Regions from separate parts of the Sus scrofa genome. Here region 2 is linked to region 1. A link is a contact called in public HiChIP or PLAC-seq data. All regions are on one chromosome and are shown on one strand. The core of a region is the stretch at or near the end of the contact, and the rest is flanking DNA. Distances in the headings are between cores, read along the strand shown. Region 1 overlaps TET3 (methylcytosine dioxygenase TET3). Region 2 overlaps STAMBP (STAM-binding protein).

The links. HiChIP or PLAC-seq counts read pairs in DNA pulled down with a chosen protein or histone mark.
Region 2: a contact with region 1 is called in an H3K27ac HiChIP or PLAC-seq map of alveolar macrophages. The contact joins two enhancer-like sites. A contact is called at or near these places in 1 of 47 Hi-C or Micro-C datasets (epiblast stem cells) and 1 of 2 datasets of contacts at active chromatin or transcription factors (alveolar macrophages).

The regions. Positions count from the first base shown.
Region 1 is chr3:68,936,377-68,939,964 of Sscrofa11.1, reverse strand. All of the region lies in intron 6 of TET3 (methylcytosine dioxygenase TET3), which reads left to right. Among named protein-coding and RNA genes, the nearest start is that of BOLA3, 55 kb to the right of the region's middle. Within about 2 kb of position 1,659, at least 3 of the 83 cell types and tissues checked have an H3K27ac peak or open chromatin away from gene starts, as enhancers often do. A contact at or near this core is called in alveolar macrophages, where this site is marked.
Region 2 is chr3:69,159,891-69,163,478 of Sscrofa11.1, reverse strand. It overlaps STAMBP (STAM-binding protein), which reads left to right. Exons shown (of 10, transcript XM_003125008.4): 8 at 1,001-1,113; 9 at 1,706-1,805. Among named protein-coding and RNA genes, the nearest start is that of STAMBP, 27 kb to the left of the region's middle. Within about 2 kb of position 1,523, at least 5 of the 83 cell types and tissues checked have an H3K27ac peak or open chromatin away from gene starts, as enhancers often do. A contact at or near this core is called in alveolar macrophages, where this site is marked.

The DNA.
Region 1 (3,588 bases), core at 410-2,909:
CTTAGGCTACAAGCAACATGCCTGACAAGCTCAAGAGTTGCCTGGCTGGGATCTTGGGGGACAAAGCTGAGGTGCATCATGGATGCCCAGCAACCGCATATTGAGAGAATATCTAAGAAAGCATTTGGGGCTACCAGAGAGCCTGCTGGTCGTCTGTGATTTTAAAGTGACCTGTGCAAAGCATGCAAGTCACTGAGCACAGGAGTAAGGGAGAAGGGAGTAAGGGCGTGACGAAGGCTTGTGCCAGAAGCAAACAGCACAGAGAGCAAAAATGGGCTTTTGGTGAAAGAACCATGGCCATACTGCTTGGGCCAGTCTGTAGAGGTACAGGTCCGAAGGCAAATATCTGAAGGCCCACGGGGCATGGTGGAACAGACTTCCTGGAGAACCCCAGAGGCTGGAACTAAGTACCAAGGATGGGAGTTTGGGGGAGTGGGTTTAGGTTTCTGCTGGGCGCTGTGCTGTTCTAGGTCAGCGCTCTGGGAATCTGAATGATTTATTGAAGACCCTGTGCTGTGCTGGCATGTGAACTGTCCGTGGGTTCGTGCCTTCTACTGGCCTTGCTTTTGACTTCTGCACTTTGTGCACCTCATCGTGCTGGGCGCCTTCACAGAGTGTGGATAGGGAGCTCCACTTTGTTACAGCTTTTGTCAGTGTAGCCTGTCTGCTCACGCCCAGTCACATTTATGTGTTTGCCCCTCAGGTCTCAGTCTCAGCTTTGAGAGGTCAGGTGTCTCTGTGCGTTGAACGTGTGTCACACAGGAGTGGTAGCCAGTGTGCTGCCTGGGCAGTGAGCACAGGCTGACAATAGGGCCTCCAGTCACAGGGACCACTGCCTTAAGGATCTACGATGTGTGCAGGTGCCCATGAAGTGCCTGGCTCCGTTTGCAGGAGGCCACACAGCCACACAGGGATGTGATTCACGGCATGTTCACATGTCTGCTGATCCCCCAAACCAGTTTTATAAATGACGATGTAATTGATGCTTCTATGAGGGATGGGGGTGATGGGCACCATTATTGCTGTGGCTCAAAGCAGGAGCTCACGGTCCAGGCATGTGTTTTGTTCAGCATACAAGGTGTCCTTTAAATTTTTGAAGGAAATTCTCACACATGCTGCAACATGGGTGAACCTTAAGGACGTTATGCTAAATGCAGTAAAGCCAGGCATTAAAGGACGCATGCTCTCTGATTCCACTTATATGAGGCACCCAGAGTGGTCAGATTAATACGGTCAGAAAATAGAGTGCTTGTTACCATGGAGCGGGGTCAGGGGAGATGGGAGAGTTAGTGTTGAATGGGTGTGGAGTTTCTGTTTGGGAAAACAGAGTTCTGGGAGATGGAAGAAGTTCTGGTGTGAGTTATTCAACAATGTAACTTAATGCTACTAAACTGTACCCTTAAAATGGTAGATTTTCTATTATGTCTAATTCACTACAATTGTAAAAATTGAATTTGGTGTTCGTATCTTTAAAAGGAGAGATTTCATTTGAAAAAGCCAGATTTCCGTTTTCTTCTTGTAAAACTGAAAGAGGTGGGTGCCCTCGGCTGAAATTTCCTCCAGGCAAGGGCTGATGGAGCAAGGTCTGGCCTGCCACCGACCTCAGCTCCTTAGTTGCACATCTGGCCTGCTTGCCTTGTTGATACTGCCTGTCTGCTGGTGCTTTCGGCATCTCCCTGCACTGACGTACTCTTGACCAAGCTTGTCTCCAGCCCAGACGTCTCCTGACCTCCAGACCTGTTCTGTTGGGCCACTAGGAAAAGCCACGCAGGTCTTCCAGTGCCTCAGGCATGTTCCCTGCTGACCTGCCAGGAAACAACACCCATACCCACCCAGTATCTTGCACTGCCACAAAATGTGCAAGTCATCTCAGACTTCCTGTCCCTCAGCCCTTGTAGTTGAGTGGTTCCAAAGTCACCTTTCTCCTGAGTGTCTCTGGAACCCAGTTCTTTTCCTGGTTCAGTCCCCGTCGTCCCAGTTGAGGGCTTGATCTGTGCTGCTTGTGTTATGTTGGTGGCCGTCCCATTTCATCCTCTCCCAGCCATCTGCCCCTCTTGCTAGAGTCTGGAGATGTGTGTAAGTGAGTGTCCTGCTTCTAGTCCTTTGCAGAAGCCCCGCTGCACATCCTTGTCCCTCCCCCTGCTACCTGGAGCCCTTCCCAGTCTCCCCTCTTCACTGGGCCCCATGTCTTATCTGGTCAAAGAATTACTTGGGATTTTGGGGAGAGATTCAGCCACCTCATCCCCCGACTGCTGTACCCATTGCCTTGGCATATATCCTGTTGTGATCCAGGGCGGTGTTTAGTGAGCGAGCGGAGAGTGAGGTGGGGACCTGGGTGCAGAGCAGGGCCCCAGGCCGTGCTTTCTTTTTTTTCTAAATGGATTTATTGAGATATAATTCATATACCATAAATTCACTCATTTAAAGTATACTGTTCAGTGGGTTTTGGTGTATTACACTATACATTTTTAAATTATGTTAAAATATACATAACATAAAATTTGCCGCTTTAACCATTTGTTTTTTGATTGCACCCATAGCATGTGGAAGTTCCCTGGCCACAGCAGTGACAATGCCAAATCCTTAACCCACTGAGCCACATAGGAACTCCTAACTATTTTTTTAAATGATTTTTATTTTTTCCATTGTCGTTCATTTACAGTGTTCTGTCTGTTTCTACTGTACAGCTAAATGACCTAGTTTCACACACACACACACACACACACACACACACATACATTCTCTTTTGGGGGGCCGGGGGATAGGTTTCAAGGCTGCACCCGTGGCATATGGAGGTTCCTGGGCTAGGAGTTGAATTGGAACTGCAGCTGCTGGCCTACGCCACAGCCACAGTCACAGCCACGCGGGATCCAAGCCGTGTCTTTGACCTACACCACAGCTCATGTCAACACCAGGTCCTTAATCAACTGAGCAGGGCTAGGGATTGAACCCTGAACCCTCACAGATACCAGTTTGTTACCACTGAGCTGCAAAGGGAACTCCTGCATTCTTTTTCTTGCATTATCCTTGGTCATGTTCCATTATAGGTGACTGCCCTTCCTAACCAATTTTTTTTTTTTTCTCTTTGTCTTTTGAGGGCAGCACCTACGGCATATGGAAGTTCCCAGGCTAGGGGTCTATTCAGAGCTGTAGTCGCCGGCCTACACCACAGCCACAGCAACGCGGGATCTGAGCCGTGTCTTCGACTTACACTATAGCTCACGGCAACACTGGAGCCTTAACCCACTGAACAAGGCCAGGGATCGAACCCTCAACCTCATGATTTCTAGTCAGATTCGTTTCCGATGCGCTACGACAGGAAATCCCCTAACCATTTTTAAGTGTACCGTTGGTGGCATCAACTACATTACATTGTTAAGCAATCATCGCCACAATTGATTTCCAAACCTTTTTCATCATCCCATACTGAAACCCTACACCCAGGAAACTCTCCAACCCTCTCTCCCTCTCATCCCAGCCCTTGATAACCACCGTTGAACCTTCTATCTCTATAAATTTAGCAACTGCAGGTGCCTCGTGTAAGTGGAATCATACAACATTTGTGTTCTTGTGTCTGGCTTATTTCAC
Region 2 (3,588 bases), core at 274-2,773, 220 kb before region 1:
TTGAAAAACACTGGTCAAGTACATATAATAATTTTATGTGGTTTTCTGTCAGTGAAGATTGGTAGTCTTTTTGAGTCATGTTGGGTCTTTTTCTTTTTTTTTTAATGGCCAGACCTGTGGCATATGGAACACTGGCCAGGGACTGAATCCGAGCCACGACTGCAACCTATACCCTACACCACAGCTGTGGCAGCACCAGATCCTTTAACCCACTGTGCCGAGCCAGGGATTGAATCCACATCTCTGCAGCAACCCCAGAGTCAGATTCTTAACCCACTGTGCCACAGCAGGAAGTCCACATTGGGTCTTTTTCTGTCCTTGTCATCTAAAATCACATCCCCTCTGAGACGAGCGCAAGTCATTGTACAGTGGTTCATTTGTGTACCAAGAATGTGCCCAATAAAACATTAAATAATTGAAAGCAAATGAAATAAATGGAATGCAATTTAGGTGATGCTTTAATTGACAACTCTCAAATTTCAATATCTTGATCCTTTTCCCAAATAAGGCAGGGTCCTTTGTGTGATTTAACCCCAGTCACTCTCTCCCTCTCATATCCTTGGATGATATGCCTTAACCACAGGACACCTTTTGCCACTTTTGTCTATAAAGCCCCAGACTCATGCTGGACTTTTAACACCTCTGTTAGGACGAAGACTCATTCATCTAACTGTGGTTTGTTAAGTCCATGTTGAAGTATTAGGCAGCATGTGCCATATTCTTGCAGTATGGGTGACTCTGTCATGCAGAGAGAGCTTGTGAGAAGCCAGATAAGTCTCGATGGGCAATTAGAGGTTATGGGAGTGAAGAGAGTATGTGAAGGAAGGAAATTCATTACTTATTCTGAACTTCAGGTGTATTCCTCATGGCTGCTCGTGGCTTTGCACTTAAAGAGATTGCTGCAAGTTATTGAGAATTATTTGGCTTTAGCTTCCTTCATGGCCCAGGCTTGGCTGTGTATTCTCACTGAAGGGGTCCCTGGCTCTTTTTCTCTGCTCAGACTCATCCCACACAGACCGCCTTCCTCTCCAGCGTTGACCTGCACACTCACTGCTCCTACCAGATGATGTTGCCAGAGTCTATAGCCATTGTTTGTTCCCCCAAGTTCCAGGAGTAAGTACAAAGCTTGTGGTTCAGGGTTTTAGTGGTGGGGGGGGAAGCCATTCTAAGACCTTGTTCTCTGTAAAATATATAGATTATGGTATTGATTGGCTTTTCCAAAAGGTTTTTTTTTTAAAAGCCCTATATCCTCATAAACATACTCTGCTTGTTTAAAAAAAAGTATCCAAGCAATGACTGAAGTGCTTTTCTAAGAAAAGGACTTTTGAAATTTGAAGTGTTGGACTTGAAGCAGTAGGAATTTCAAGAGATTGAGGTCAGATTAGCGAATTTCAAAATCCAACAGATTATCTCCGAAAGTTAACTTCCTTTCACTCTAAATCCTGTTATTTACTATGAAATCTCCCGCAAAACTAGTGTGGTGGCTGTGATGAGTCATTTTCTACCTCTGATTCATTCACCAGAGAAGAGACCTATGAGCTGGCATATTTTTGAAGCTGTCTCAAAATGAGCTCTGCTCTGTGTGTGTGTGTGTGTGTGTGTGTGTGTGTGTGCATGTGTGTGTATGTCTGTGTGTGTGTGTGTGTGTGTGTGCGATTGAGGGGACATCTTTGCCTGATTCTGGACCTGCTTTTTTTTGTTTCAGAACTGGATTCTTTAGACTAACTGACCATGGACTAGAGGAGATTTCTTCCTGTCGCCAGAAAGGATTTCATCCACACAGCAAGGATCCACCTCTCTTCTGTGTATGTATCCATGTAGGAAAAAATCAGAGCTGTGCTTTAAGCAGGCAGGACATCAGAGCTGATGAGGCATATATATATATATATATATATATATATATATATATATTTTTTTTTTTTTTTTTTCTTTCTGTTTAGGGCTGCACCCACGGCATCTAGAATTTCCTAGGCTAGGGGTTAAATAAGAGCTACAGTTACTAGCCAGTGAGACAGCCTCAGCAACATGGGATCTGAGCCAAGTCTGTGACCTACACCACAGCTCATGGCAACTCGGGATCCCTAACCCACTGAGTGAGGCCAAGGATCAAACCTACATCCTTATGGATACTAGTCAGATCTGCAACCCACTGAGCCACAACGGGAACTCCTGATAAGGCATATTGTACTTTCTAAACCACATAGAAGATCAGCTTTGTCATAATAAAGATATGTATGGGAAGTGTGTGGGATAAAAAGGGATTTGAGTCTTAGTTCTGTTACTTAAGGACTCTGTGTCTCTGATCAAGTTACTTAACCTTCCCGGGTCTCAGCTTTCTCATCTGTAAATGGAGAGGTAATAATAATAATCATACCTTCTGATGGGATTATTGACAGCATTAAATGAAGTAATGTACAGAAAGTACCAAGTGCAGTAACTTGCTTATTAAAGGTTAGTATTTTTTTCTTCATCAACCTCAGTTCCTAAGCCCGCACTTTAACAAGAGATTTGAATTCAAAGGGAAAAAGGCATTTAAGATAGGTAAGGTATATTTGATTCTGAAATTTCATTTAGATAATAGGGCTTTTTAAGACCTTCTTTCTTAGGAAGTTTGTTTTCCCCAAAATGGTATTCTGTGAGTAAAAAGTTTCAGTTTCTGATGAGATAAGTATGTTTCAATTTTCCCCTCAAATCTAATGTAGTAGTACTGTTTCACTCCATGCTGGCCATGGAGTATTATTATTTTCTTTTGTGTCCAGTGAAAAGTGGCCAATATGGAAAAGAGACTCAGAACTTAGTCACAAAAAAGAAACTGGAGGTGAAGTTCCCATTGTGGCTTAGTGGGTTAAGAACCCAACTAGTATCTATGAGAATGTGGGTTCGATCCCTGGCCTCCCTCAGTGGGTTAAGGGTCTGGCATTGCCACAAGCTGTGGTGTAGGCCACAGATGCAGATCAGATCTGGCGTTGCTGTGGCTGTGGTGTCAGCCAGCTGCTGCAGCTCTGATTCAACCCCTATCCTGGGAACTTCTGTATGTAGCAGGCATGGCCGTAAAAAAAAAAAAAAAAAAAAAAATACTGGGCTGTCTAGAGGGATCGCCAGGGAGGATGTGACAACTGACTGTAAGCATTGGAAGAACTGTCGAATAAAAAATATCAGGGGTCGGAGTTCACGTCCTGGCTCGGTGGTTAACAAACCCAACTAGTATCCATGAGGACACAGGTTCGATCCCTGGCCTCTCAGTGGGTTAAGGATCCGGTGTTGCCATGAGCTGTGGTGTAGGTCGCAGACAAGGCCCGGATCTGGCTTTGCTGTGGCTGTGTTGTAGGCCAGCTACTACAGCTCCAATTCGACCCCATAGCCTGGGAATTTCCATATGTTGCAGGTGCTGCCCTAAAAGGACAAAAAAAAAAAAAAAAAATCAGGGTTATTTCTTATCACTCCCATAACTGAAACTTAGACCCTGTGGAATGACAGCTTTCAGCTGGGTATGAGAAAGAACTTTCAGACATATCCGCTCATAAATAGGTTAGTCTGCCTTAGAATGTAATAAATGTCTAGATACCAGAATGTTGAAAAAGAGGCTGC